2 separate regions of the Sus scrofa genome follow, and region 1 is linked to region 2. Evidence: chromatin contacts called from public Hi-C data. All regions are on one chromosome and are shown on one strand. Each heading gives the region's core, a stretch centred on a gene start, on an enhancer-like site or on the middle of the called end of the contact. The rest is flanking DNA. Distances are from core to core; before and after follow the strand shown. Region 1 overlaps RASSF5 (ras association domain-containing protein 5). Region 2 overlaps RASSF5 (ras association domain-containing protein 5).

The links. Hi-C and Micro-C count contacts between places; a contact is called where the count stands out from the background.
Region 1: a contact with region 2 is called in a Hi-C map of blood, with 7 times the contacts expected there. The contact joins two enhancer-like sites. A contact is called at or near these places in 22 of 47 Hi-C or Micro-C datasets (alveolar macrophages, blood, brain and 11 more) and 2 of 2 datasets of contacts at active chromatin or transcription factors (alveolar macrophages and skeletal muscle).

What each region holds. Positions count from the first base shown.
Region 1 is chr9:67,226,055-67,233,245 of Sscrofa11.1, reverse strand. RASSF5 (ras association domain-containing protein 5) reads right to left here. Exons shown (of 6, transcript XM_021063315.1): 3 at 3,072-3,182; 4 at 1,014-1,311; 5 at 157-272. Among named protein-coding and RNA genes, the nearest start is that of EIF2D, 32 kb to the left of the region's middle. Within about 2 kb of position 4,520, at least 16 of the 83 cell types and tissues checked have an H3K27ac peak or open chromatin away from gene starts, as enhancers often do.
Region 2 is chr9:67,191,206-67,198,273 of Sscrofa11.1, reverse strand. All of the region lies in intron 2 of RASSF5 (ras association domain-containing protein 5), which reads right to left. Among named protein-coding and RNA genes, the nearest start is that of RASSF5, 38 kb to the right of the region's middle. Within about 2 kb of position 2,608, at least 5 of the 83 cell types and tissues checked have an H3K27ac peak or open chromatin away from gene starts, as enhancers often do.

The DNA of each region.
Region 1 (7,191 bases), core at 3,271-5,770, 33 kb before region 2:
TCCCCCCACTGCACCCTCCTCAAGTCATTTTCCTGCTCTGCTGCTGCTGCGTAGCCCCCACCTCTGCCGAGTGGTGATGACAATGTCCACCAGCGCCCACCCGTGCCCACCCAGTGGGTGTGTGTTTGAGCAACAAGCCAAGGGTCCCGGGCCTACCTCCACCTCTCCAGTTTCGTTCTCCTTTAGCACAAAGCTGAGCACATCCGTGTCAGGCCCCGCAAGCAAGCGCAGGTAGAGGGGACAGTCAGCAACCGAGAGCTTCTGGAAGAGCACTGCAAACAAGAGAGGGGGCTGGGCGCTTGTCTTGGGAAAGAAGGGCCGGGGGGCCCAGGATGGGTGGGACCAACTGGAAATGCAGAGGTGGGTGCTTCTAACCGGAAGCAGCCATCCTTTCAAGCTAATTCTTTTTTTTTTTTCTTCTGTCTTTTTGCCTTTTCTAGGGCTGCTTCCTGTGGCATATGGAGGTACCCAAGCTAGGGGTCTAATCGGAGTTGTAGCCGCCGGCCTACACCACAGTCACAGCAACGCGGGATCTGAGCCGCATCTGCGACCTACACCACAGCTCACGGCAACACTGGATCCTTAACCCACTGAGCAAGGCCAGGGATTGAACCCGCCACCTCATGGTTCCTAGTCGGCTTCATTAACCACTGCGCCACAACAGGAACTCCTCAACCTAATTCTTGAACCTGCTAGTGTTTGAAACATGTTTCCATTCACGTCATTCCCCCAAAAGATTAGTAGGAGTGGTGGGGTGGCTTCTGTTCCATCCCACAGATTAGGAAGTGAGAGCCCAGGGTGTGGTTTTCCTGAAGTCACACACAGAGGGAGGGGCACAGGAGTGAGCAGAACGGGCGTGTGGCCTTTCCACGGACCTGATGCCACATAGACAGCCAGACTGCGGCACTAGGAGAAGCCCACTCCTCCCACCTATGTGTGGCAGGGGTCCAGTCGGGGAGCAGAGACAGAATTAGGAAAGGGAGTTTCTGGGCAGGAGCCCCACTCTCTCATACCTTGCCCATCCTTGTGTATCCGCTTAAAAAGTGCAAACTTCTGGGGATTATCCACGACCATGAACTTCTTGAGCAGCCCCTGGATGACCTCACTGACCGTGGTGGTGCTGCTGATGTGTAGCTGCTTGATGGCATCGAGTGGCAGGTAGAAGGAGGTCCGCTTGTCCGTGGTGGCCGCCAGGTTCACTTCTTTGATGGCGTCATAGATGGACTGGGGCCTTATCCCAGCAGGTACCGTCACTGGCCGCCGGAGTTTCAGATGCACTTTGATGAAACCCGTGTAGGTGCCGTCTTCACTCTGCCAGTGGGGGGAGGTCATGTGGGGTCAGGGCGGGTCTGTCTTACTTGATTCCTATCTGCCACTCTGGCCCATGGCCTCAGGTCCAGGGGGCGTGGTGTCACCACCACCCAGCCCCTCACCTGTCTCCCTGAATTCCTCCCTGCCCCTGTTGACCTGGAGGTGCTGGAGGAAGGAGACCCTGTTCCTCCCCATGGGACCAGGAAAAGGCCCTCAGGCTCCAGCTACACATGGGGCTGCTGTGGCTTCCCCTCCTGAGAGGCTGGGGCTGCTTGCCAAATGCCCTATTGTCCTAGGTGAGTCCCATGCACAGAGTGGTGTGTCTGGAGAGGCCTCTCTGGTTCGCCCCTCCAAACCAGGAAGGAGCAAGAAGGCTGTGTAATAAGATCCTCGGAGAACCAGCATATTGGATCTCCTCCTGCATCCCTTTCCAAAGTCTGCAAGATGTCAACCTGCAACTAGATTTTCTGGTGCTCCATCCGGCTGAAGCCCCAAGAAGCCAGTTGCTTCCAGCCACCAGCAGGGGGCAGGGTTCTCCTCTCCCTACTGAAGATGGCCTTCCTGAACCTGGCACAAAGTTGGTGCCCTCCCCTCTCTGGGCTCTGTACGGTCCAAGGAGGCTTCTCCAGACACAGGCTGTAAGTGTGTAATCACAGGCTGTAAGAAGAGGGGAGTGAGGAGGAGCTGTGAGCTCCCCTTGCCCAGGGCCCTGAGTCACTTGTATATCATGTAATTGCCACAAGTGCTTCGACAAATGAGAATTGATATCTCTATCTTACAGTGAGGCTCAAGAGGTTACAAAAGTTTCCCAAAGCCACAGGTTAAACCAGGAAAAGCCAGAGACTGGATCTGGATCTTATTCTTTTTTTTTTTTTTTCTTTTTGTTCTTTTTGCCATCTCTTGGGCGACTTCCGCGGCATACTGTAGCCACCAGTCTGTGCCAGAGCCACAGCAACACCAGGTCCGAGCCGCGTCTGCAACTTACACCACAACACCAGATCCTTAACCCACTGAGCAAGGCCAGGGATCGAACCCGCCACCTCATGGTTCCTAGTCAGATTCATTAACCACTGAGCCCTGACGGGAACTCTCTGGATCGTATTCTAAAACCCACTCTACTATTGCACAGCACAGGAACTACTCCAGTCTCTTGGGGTAGAATATGATGGAAGATGGTATGAGAAAAAGAATATATACACACACACATATATATGTATGACTGGGTTACTTTGCTGTACAGCAGAAATTGACACGACACTGTAAATCAACTGTACTCTCATAAAAAAAAAGAAATGAGCTATCAAACTACAGAAAGTCAAGGAAGAAATGTACAGTTCAGGGACTACAGTCAATAATAATGAAATCTTTATGTGTGGTGACTTTTTCTTTTCTTTGGTATCCAAATAGATGCTCACCAAACATATTGTGATAACCATTTCCTGATGTTATGTACGTCAAAACATTTTGCTGTACACCTTAAAGCTGTATACAGTGCTGGATGTCAATTATACCTCAATAAAATTAGGGGAAAAAAGAAAAAAAAAATAAAGCCCATTCTATTTCCCTAAAGCATGCAGAAGCCTCTGAGAGCCCAGGCTCCCAGCCTGGCACCAATCCTACAACCCAGAAGCCTCCAGAGGCCCGAAGAAAGGGGAGGGAGCTCCAGGGGTGGCCTCAGAACCCAGGGGGAGGGCAGGGGAGGAGAGGGTGGAGAGAGGGGGATGGCAGTGGGGAGGTGGGGAGGGGGCAGGCCTGCTCACCAGCTTCATGCCCAGGCAATTCTTCTCCCGGGTGTTGTAGCTGTCAATCTTCTGCTTGATCTCCTGCAGCGTGGGCGGGCACCTCGGCTCCTCCACGGGTTTGCAGACATTCTGCAACAGACACAGATGTGAGGGTGGATGTGCAGTGGTTCTCAGGATGAGAAAGAGAATGGACCTCGTCCTCCCAAAGGCCTCTCTGACCACGAAGAGGCGAGCACTGGCCCCATGCAGTGAAAGGAATGGACTCAGGCTGCGAACAATCGAAGGTCAAATCCCGCTGTGCGACTGCCTAGCCAGCCATGCTGGAGGAGTCACTTAAATCGCTCTCAGCCTCAGTCTCCTCACCTGTGTAATGGGGGTAAGACCTACCCCCAGGCTTGTTGCAGGATGCATGTGAAAGGGCCTGGCACACAGGTACTGGGTATGAATCTGGCGAATGAGGAGAGCTGTTTTGCTTAAGGAGGGTGGCTATGGAAAGATGCTATGGGAGGAGTTCCCGTCGTGGCGCAGTGGTTAACGAATCTAACTAGGAACCATGAGGTTTCGGGTTCGATCCCTGGCCTTGCTCAGAGGGTTAAGGATCTGGCATTGCCGTGAACTGTGGTGTAGGTCGCAGACGCGGCTCGGATCCCGCGTTGCTGTGGCTCTGGCATAGGCCGGCAGCTACAGCTCTGATTGGAACCCTAGCCTGGGAATCTCCATGTGCCTCAGAGTGGCCCTAGAAAAGGCAAAAAGACAAAAAAAAAAAAAAAAAAAAAAAAAGATGTTATGGGAGATGCAAAGAAATGCAAGCTATGGTCCATATCCTCAAGAAGTAACGATAGAGCTGGAGAGACAGACATGTACATGTGGTCCCAGCATCTGCTGAGGGGACTGACAGCAATTCTCCCAGATCGAGAGGACCAAGGGCACATGGACCTCCGTTCAGACCTCACGTCACTGGCCACAGCGCTTTGCACATAATAACATATAGACACATATACACATACATATAGATATTTATCAAATGGGTGTGGGAACTGGTGGGGGCAGGGGGCTGCAGCCTGCTCAGCTAATCGAGGGGACAAACCTCTGCTGCGGCACAGGGACAGCTGTTTACTTAGCACCCATGCCGTGAGTTTGGCACGCACTATCTCATTTCATCCTCAGAACCCAAACGGCGAGATAGAGTTTATTACCCACACGTCACGGGTGAGACAACCGGGACTAACAGGAGTGTAGGAACGTGCTTAGAGTCCCCCAGTCCATCTGTGCAGAACGGAAAGCGACTCCAGTCCGTTCTGCTGTGTTCTTCCCATGACATCACGATTTACTTCTCACAGCTGCGCCCCCACCCTGGGGCGGGGCGATCGCTTCCCCTGAGCTGCTTCCCTGACACCACCTAACACCGTCCTATGGGTGCCTGGTTTGGTTGGGGAATTTCACAGCCATGCTGTCATTACACCACCACCCGGCTTCCGTCCCTCCAGCCCGCCTGTGGGCGACATGGCACACTCAGCAGTCTGCCTTCACTTCCTCCTCCCCCTTTCCCATCTCACAGAGCCGATGAGACGTCAAGCTCTGTGGCTGCTGAGGGGAGCTGCTGTGGCCTCCTCCCTACCCCACTCCTCAGCCCGGAAACCAGGCATCCTTTTTCCATCACAGCATCTTCCGCTGGCCTGTCAGCTGGGCTCTGTGCTCCTCCTCGAGGATCCTGATCGGAGCAGCCCTATGCATTCACAGACCTTCTCTTAGACACCATGTATGTTATTCCTCTTTTTTTTTTCCTATTTTTAGGGCCACACCTGCAGCATATGGAGGTTCCCAGGCTAGGGGTTGAATCAGAGTTGTAGCCGCCAGCCTATACCACGGCTACAGCAACACAGGATCTGAGCCATGTCTTTGGCCACAGCAATGCCAGACCCTTAACCCAAGGAGCGAGGCCAAGGATCGAACCTGTGTCCTCATGAATGCTACTTGGATTCATTTCTACTGAGCCACAACAGGATCCCCTCTTTTGTTTTTTTTTGGGGGGGGCACACCAAGTCATGCAGATGTTCCCAGGCCAGGGATCGTACAGCAATGACCCCCCACAGCAGTGACAATGCTGGACCCTTAACCAGCTAAGCCACCAGGGAACTCCTATTATTCCTACTTTACAGACTACAAGACAGAGGCTCAGAGAGGTTAAAAACATGCATGTGGGAGTTCCCGTCGTGGCTCAGCGGTTAATGAATCTGACTAGCATCCATGAGGATGCAGGTTCAAAGCCTGGCCTCAGTGTGTTAAGGATCCAGCATTGCTGTGAGCTGTGGTGTAGGTCGAAGACGCGACTCAGATCTTGCATTTCTGTGGCTGTGGGCGTAGGCCAGCGGCTACAGCTCCAATTCCACCCTAGCCTGGGAACATCCATATGCCGTGGGTGCGGCCCTAAAAAGAAAAAAAAGAAACATGCATGTGGTCCCACCGCTAGTGAGCATGTGCATGATGCTTGGTCTGGAACCGAGTCCATGGAAGCCTGGAGAACACACTCTTCTCAATTTACCATGTGGCCACCCTAGGACAGCCGCTCCTGCCACTCCCAGAGTGGTCACTGAAATTATAGGCCATGGCGTTGCCGTGAGCTGTGGTGTAGGTTGCAGACGTGGCTCGGATCCTGCGTTGCTGTGGCTCTGGCGTAGGCCGGTGGCTACAGCTCCGATTCAACCCCTAGCCTGGGAACCTCCATATGCCACAGGAGCGGCCCAAGAAATAGCAACAACAACAACAACAACGACAAAAAGACAAAAGACAAAAAAAAGAAAAAAAAAAAAAAGAAATTATAGGCCATGGGACTGGGATGGGCAGCCATCACACCAAGGCCTAGAAATTACGAGACCTGTGAAATGTTCATCCAAGGCATATCTGATCGGTGGGTCCCCAGAGGCCTCAGGACCTGGGGCCACGGTGTCATCTACGAAAACGTCAAGGAGGGACCTCTAACCTCCCGAGGGGGGAGACAGCCACCAAGATGCAGGGCCTGCCCTTGTCCTACATGGCCACTCAAGTCTCTGGAATAGGATCCTGATTCCATGGGGACCAGCCACCGGGAGTACTCCCGTCCCCTCGAGATGAGCAGCAAGTGGCGTGAGCTGCCCAGACTGTCTTCATTTGCTGTTGGTTTACTAATCCAGAGACCCTCACAATGGACTTCTCATTCCTCGTCCTCCCTCCCAGCCTCCCGTAGTCCTGGAGACCCTTCCCCAGCCCCCACCCGGCTGGGTACACCTCTATGGGACCAGACATGCCTGCTGCCCTCTGGGAGCTTCGAGTCAGAAGGATCAGAGTCCAGTTACTATTACAACCACTCCATTCTGTCCCTCTCTGAAGCATGCAGGTTGTTGCTCCTTAGGAGTTGATAGCTTTCTCATGCTCATCTATAAAAAAGAAAGGAGTTCCCATCTTGGCTCAGTGGTTATCGAACCTGACTAGTATCCATGAGGATGAGGGTTCGATCCCTGGCCTTGCTCAGTGGGTTAAGGATCCAGCATTGCCGTGAGCTGTGGTGTAGGTCACAGACATGGCTCGGATCTGGCGTGGCTGTGGCTGTGGCTTAGGTTGGCAGCTGTAGCTCCTCTGATTGGTCCCCTAGCCTGGGAACCTCCATATGCCGCGGGTGCGGCCCTAAAAAGACAAAAAGACAAAAAAAAAAAAAAAAAAAAAAGAGTTAAATGATGGAGAAAACATTCTAGAAGCTCCTAGAAGATCTTTCATAGTTTCCAAGTGAGCTACAGCCATTTCCCTATAAGAGGCAGCTGTGTCATGGCTCTCAAAGGCCAGGATCCCAGCCTGGTTTTGAAAACAGCAAGAGTTAGAGTTGCTTTCACCTAAGGTTTTTTTTCTTCCTGTTCTCCTTTCCTCAGCAGATAACCCATCTGCTCCCGCTTCCCACCACAAACCTGGGGAAGTGACGCAAGCATGGGTGGGCACCCTTTGCAGGACTGACATAGCAGATAACCACCCCAACCTCTGCCTCATAGGGCAGTGCCAGGAGCCCCTTCTGGCCACCACAGTGCATCTCTCACCCTGGGATGGCAGCACCCGGGCTGCTGCCCACACCAGATCTGGCAGACGAGATCTGACCTGTGAACGGAATGAATCA
Region 2 (7,068 bases), core at 1,359-3,858:
CTTCCTCATCTGTCCCATTGAGAGGTTCAGAAATCAGGTCTGGGGTCTCACGACTGACCAACATATTCAGAGGCTGGAAACTGAGTGTGCTGCCAACCCACCTTTGAAACCTATTTTGAAATCAGTATTAGCCGGTGTGTTCAGGTGCTGTCCTACGAACTTTATATGCATCCTTTCATTTAATCCCTACAAGAAGCTGATGAGGAAGCTACAGTTAGTATCTCTATTTTGTTTTGTGTTGGTTTTTTTTTTTTTGCTTTTTTTTTTTAAAGGTCCGCACGCATGGAATAGGAAAGTTCCCAGGCTAGGGTTTGAATCGGAGCTACAGCTGCTAGCCTACACCCCAGCCACAAGCAACGTGGGATCCAAGCCGTGTCTGAGATCCACACCACAGCTCCCGGCAACACCAGATCCCCAACCCACTGAGTGAGGCCAGGAATCAAACCTGCATCCTCATGGATGCTCGTCAGATTCATTTCCACTTCGCCACAACAGGAACTCCCAGTATCTCTATTTTACAGAGAGGAAAGGAGCTTTTGGCAGGTTAAGTAACTTGCATGTAGTCAGACAGGCTAGTTCATGGTGGAGCTGTAATCAGCCCAGCAGCCCAGCTGGTCTGACTCCAGAACCCTAGCCCTTGACCATTCTACATACAGAGTATGGAGTACATGTCCCATCTCAGCCATGCTGCCTAAAATCGCAATCCGTCACAAACAAGTCAGGAACTGGTTTCTCAGTCTGCCTACACCCCTCTCTTCCCTTTGGCTCACTGAGGTTTTCCAAGGTTCAGCCACATACCCACCCCCACGCCACGTGCCCGTGCTCTACCTGGGAACTGGGTCTCACTCTGCCAGTGGTACCAACCACACTTGACAGACTCGTGTCTCATCATTCTCTCTCACCCCAGGTGGCCCCAGATGGACACCTGTACCTGCTGGGTACCCAACCCTCCCCACTGCAGCCTCCCTCTCAACAGGTCCAAACTGAGCTGACCATTCCTGGCCTTGCCCACCACCTGCTCCCCCTCCTTTAATTTCCTATCTTGGAGGAATTCCCATTGTGGCGCAGCGGAAACAAATCTGACTAGGATCCATGAGGACGGAGGGTCGATCCCTGGCCTCGCTCAGTGGGTTAAGGATCTGGCGTTGCTGTGAGCTGTGGTGTAGGTCGCAGACGCGGGTTGGACCTGGCATTGCTGTGGTTGTGGTATAGGCGAGTAGCTTCAGCTTCAGTTGGACTCCTAGCCTGGGAACCTCCATATGCCATGGGTGTGGCCCTAAAACGATGCAAAAAAAAAAAAAAAGAAAAAAAGAAAAAGAAAAAGAATTTCCTATCTTAATGAATGCCATTGGCATAAATGACCGCAAAGCCTTCCAGTAGTTTCCGCTGTTCCCATCTCTGCCTCCTCCAAACTGCCCATGCCTTTGTTGCCAAAGTTACCCTTCCAGACCAAGATCTGATCAGGGTTGTTCTGCCATAAAACCTTTCCATTCGAATTCCAACTAATAATTATTGAAGAAGGACTGAGTATCAAGACCTTGTATCAAGCTTACTCACTTATTCAACAAATAATCACTGAGCACCTTCCTATGTGGCAGGCACTAGACCGGAGTTCACGTTCAGGCCTGAAGAAGTCATGGTCCCGGCCTTCTCTTAACATCCAGTCTCGTAGAATGACATGAAATAAGATGTCACATTAGCGTTACTGAGTTCTCACACGCACTTCCTTACACACTTAATCTTCACAGGCCAGCAGGAACGCATTTTACAGATGAGTAAACTGAGACTCGGGATGGGGCATTTACCCAAGGTCACGGAGCAGGTACATTTCAACCTCTGGGTCTGAAATTTGCCATCACAGCTGTCCTTCCACCGGTGACTCCCCAACGATACCTACAGCCATACCCCGAACGCCGGAGCGAGTCCTTCAAAGCCCTTCACTGCACATGCCCAGCCAACAGGTCAGGCCCATCTCCAGCCACAATCAGGGATCCCTCCTCACAGCCACACACACTGGATTCACTTTCACAGCTGCCGCCCTGCCCTCTCTCGGGCTTGTTCTCGCTGTCTCCTGGGCTTGTCAAAATCCTCCTGCATCCTCCCCACCTCCTGACTCACAAGGTTCAGCAGCCATGACCACTCGGCCCCCACCTTCCCGCTGCCTCTCAGAAGTAGCCTTTCCCAAAGGTCCTCTCTAGGAGTTCCCTTCGTGGCTCAGTGGAAACAAATTTGACTAGCATCCATGAAGTCGCAGGTTCGATTCCTGGCCTTGCTCAGGGGGTTAAGGATCTGGCATTGCCATGAGCTGTGGTGTAAGTCACAGATGCGGCTCAGAACCTGCATTGCTGTGATTGTGGTGTAGGCTGGTGGCTACAGCTCCAATTCGAACCCTAGCCTGGGAAACTCCATATGCCATGGGTGTGGCCCTAAAAAGATTTAAAAAAAAAAAAATTCCCCAAAGGTCCTCTCTGGGGGCGAATCTTCAGAATGTCACCCTCCATCCTTAGGAGGGTGCCTCTGACAGCATTAAACCACTGCGCACAGCACAGAGCTCTGTTTCTCCCCAGGGGACTTCCTGTGTAAGAGGTACATGGCTGCACACTATTTAGGATGACTCACAGGAGATTCACTTTCTTGAGGCTCCTAGCCCACTGCATGCTCCTCCTGCTCGACTGCCAGGCTAAGTGCTTCCATGGGGCCCGGACACTTAGAAACACTGAAGGCGGCGAAATCAGCCCTGAAGAGCTCACTCTGGGTCTGAGTCAGGCACAGGGCATCTGCCTTCCAATTGCCTTCCTTTAAGGAAACTAGAGAATCATAAATGATGGCTCTGATCAATAATCCCATCACTCACATGGCCCTCTCCAATCTTCCAGCAGCCAGGATACTGTGGTCACAGGCATGAGAGGTGACCAACTCTTGTACTATTACACGGAGAAAGGGGGTCTTGTTGCCACCTCGGAGCCTCAGGACAACCTGGCTCAGCTAAAGGTCATCTCAGGCACCCACTGATTCCAGGATAGAAGGAATGGGTGGGGCTGTAAAGAGCACTGAGAAATGTCTCCACTGCTTAAGGCTTTCCAGAGAATAAACCCTAGAGCCCTGACCCTCCTTGGAGGCAGGATATCAAGTGCCTTCTGGTTGGGAAGCCTGAACTCTGATCAGAACCGAGCTCTCCTGGCTTGGCCCGAGCTGGTCAGACAGGCCTTAGGGCGGCTCCTGATAGAGGCAGCTGTTTAGTGGAGTCGATTAGACAGCTTTGGCCAGCACTTCTGGCTTCTAGAGCATGGAGGCAAATCTGTGGAAAGTGGAGCTACGGTCTCAGAGCCAGAGCGGAGCAGGGCTGCTGGGGCCTGGCTCCTCCTTTGGTATCTGAGGATGGGCTGGCAACAAATGACAGAAAATGGTTTCAATTAATCCAAAAGAAGGAAGAAGAGAAAAATGAAAGAACAGATGGGACAAATAGAACACAAATAGGAGACAGACTTAAAATCAAATTATATCAGTAATCACATTCAATGCAAATGAGCTAAAAAACCCAGTTAAAGGGCAGAGATGATCCAACTGGATTAAGAAAAACAAGCTCCAACTATCTGGTCTCTATAAGAAATGGCCTTTCGGAGTTCCCGTCGTGGCTCAGTTGTTAACCAATCCGACTAGGAACCATGAGATTGCACATTCGATCCCTGGCCTGGCTCAGTGGGTTAAGGATCCGGCATTGCCGTGAGCTGTGGTGTAGGTCACAGACGCGGCTCAGATCCTGTGTTGCTGTGGCTCTGGCGTAGGCCGGCGGCTACACCTCCAATTCGACCCTTAGCCTGGGAACCTCCATATGCCGCAGGAAGTGGTCCAAGAAATGGCAAAAAGACAAAAAAAAGAAAAAAAAGAAAAAAAAAAGAAAAAAGAAATGACCTTTAAATATAAAGGCACAAATAGCCTACAAGTAAAAGGATAAAGAAGTATCATGCTAATGGTAATCACAAGAAAGCTAGAGTGGCTGTATTAACATCAGAAATATACTGAAAGTAAATTTCAGTACAAATAATATTTCCAGGGTTAAAAAAAGGTTATTTCGTAATGATAAAGGGTCAAGGAATCAAGAGGACATAATCATTTGAAAGGTTTATGCATCACATAATAAAAGCTAGAACTTGGACAAATTGGTAAACCCACAACTATAGTTGGAGATTTCAACACCCCTCTCTCAATAATTGATAAAACAAGTAGAACACATGGTAGGCCTCAACAAATACTTGCTACTGTTGGTATCAGTCACAATTCAGTGTGATAAACATTTTTCGAGCATTTCAGAGGAGACAGGACCAGAATCCCTGGAGAGGTGTTCAGGTATCTGTCAAGAATAGCTAAGGAGCCCAGCCTCTCTGCAGGCGTAGACCCAGTTTCCCAGGCTCTCCCCTTCTGGCTCCCTGGCTCCCCCGTGTGGTCGTTCTGGGTTCAGCAAGCGGAGTTGGGCTGAGGGCTGAGGGCTGAGGCTGGACAGGCGGGGGAAATTCCTCCTCTGAAGGGTTCTGGAAAGGCAGAGCCCCTGGTAGGGAGACAGTGGCGTGGCTGCAGGAGGGAGCACAGGGCCTGAAGCCAGGAAACTCGGCTCTCCACGCCAGCTGAGTCACTGCTCGGCGGTTGCAGGGTTTGAGAGAGGTGATTCCAGCGGGGGCCCTGCTACAGAATGACAGGGGTGGGCTGGGGGTGGCCATGGGGGCCCCAGGCAGAGAGGCAGCAGCCACCTGACCTGTGGGGCTGAAACACCAGCAGGCCACGCTGATCCACCCTGGAAAGCGTCTGTCCTTTGGTGAATGGGGACAGGGTCTTGCCTGGCCTTTTTATCTAGAGCAGAGCAAGAACTCAGGCCACAAAAGGGGATAATCGTAAGCCTTGCAGCAAAGTGCCCGCCAAACCACGAAGTCATAGTGTCCTGGTTTTATATCCAGGAGAGTAATCCATCTTTCTCGTACTGGGGAGAGCAGGCAGAGCCAGATTGTGAAGAGTTTTGTGTGCTAACCCAGATTTAGACGGATTCTGAGGGTACTAGGAAGCCGTCATAGGGTATATGCTAAAAAAAATCCAGTAAGGCTGTCGGAGGCTCTAGAGATGGCCCTGGAATGCTACCCGGCAATACTGGCATGCTTTCACATACATCTCGCTGGAGCCACACAACCACCCTGCGTGATACCCATTTCTCAGAGGAGAAACTTGAGGTTCAGAGAAACTAGGAAGCTTGTCCCTGGTCACGTGCCAAGAATGTCATCTATACAATCTATACAAGCAGAGTTAGAACCTAGCTCTCCTGTCCCCCAGGAGAAAGGCCAGGGTTCTCTCTTTTCTTTAGGAAAAGATTCATTGCCTTTTAGAAATATTGCACTAGGAGCTCCCATCATGGCTCAGCGGAAAATGAATCCGACTAGGAGCCATGAGGTTTCGGGTTTGATCCCTGGCCTCGATCAGCAGGTCAAGGATCTGGTGTTACCGTGAGCTGTGTGGTGTTGGTCACAGACGCAGCTCAGATATGGTGTTGCTGTGACTGTGGTGTAGGCTGGCAGCTGTAGCTCCAATTCGACCCCTAGCCTGGGAACCTCCATATGCCTCAGATGCAGCCCTAAAAAGCAAAAAAGAAAAAAGAAAAAAAAAAAAAAGAAATATTGCACTAGAAACATATGATACCATCTGGTTATTCAAACAGCACTGAAGCAAATAGCAGAAGTCGAGAGCTCTTGGAGTTCCCTCGTAGCTCAGTGGGTTAAGGATCTGTGATATCACTGCTGTGGCTCTGGGTATAGCTGTGGTGCTGGTTAGAACCTTGGCTCAGGAACTTCCACAGGCCACAGAGGTGGGGCAAAAAAAAAAAAAAAAAGAAGTCAAGAGATCTCTTACTCAACCTCTGTCACCACCTTCCCCCTCTCAAGGTGAAATCACTTCCAAAAGTTGGCTGGGCACCTCCGGGCCCTCACTCTGCATTTACACACACACACACACACACACACACACACACACACACACGTACAAAGTACACATGGACTCGTCCTGTAGTACCACTGGGTGACGTGGCTCTCTTGGCACTATTCCTTGTCAATACATACAGATTCCATCCCTCCTTTGGCAAAGTGCCTTGGTCTTAGTGCTGGTGGTCGGAATTTCCTTCCCGGCACCCCCGCAGCTCCCTCCACTGCTCCCAGTGCCCCTCAGGCAGGGTCTGGATCCAAGGGTAGTCAGGGCACCAGATGATCAGAGGGCCAGTGCTCTGGAGGCAGCATTTCCCACTGAGGGCACCTGAAAGGATTTAGAACCATGCCTGGCGCATAACTATATGTGGAAGGAATCTTAGACATACTTTTCATCTTAGAGATTAAATATTAATTTCATGTGTGTCAGGAAAAAAATCCTAAACACATCAAAGGGGATTCAAGGATTTAAAAATTTTCCTTTAACATACATTTAAGTTTCATAAAATAAATCTATTTAAAGAGAAATCTTAACATATTTATGGTTTCCAAGGCGGCAGGGAGGGGCGGGGGGGAGAGTGGGGTGGATTGGGAATTTGGGGTTAATAGATGCAAGCGATTGCCTTTGGAATGGACAAGCAATGGGATCCTGCTGTATAGCTCTGGGAACTATAACTAGTCACGTATGACGGAGCATGATAATGTGAGAAAAAAGAATGTATACATGCATGTGTAACCGGGTCACCTTGCTGTGCAGTGGGAAATTGACGGAACACTATAAACAGCTATAATGGAAAAAATAAAACTCATTATTAAAAAAATAAAAACAGGAGTTCCCTTCGTGGCTCAGTGGTTAACCAATCCGACTTGGAACCATGAGGTTGCTTGCTGTGAGCTGTGGTGTAGGTCGCAGACATAGCTCAGATCCCATGTTGCTGTGGCTCTAGCGTAGGCTGGCAGCTACAGCTCCGATTCGACCCCTAGCCTAGGAACCTCCATATGCCGAGGGAGCGGCCCAAGAAATGGCAAAAAGACAAAAAAAAAAAACTGCTACAATAAAAGTTTCAATAAAAATTAAAAAGTTTCAATAAAAATTTAAAAAATAATAAAT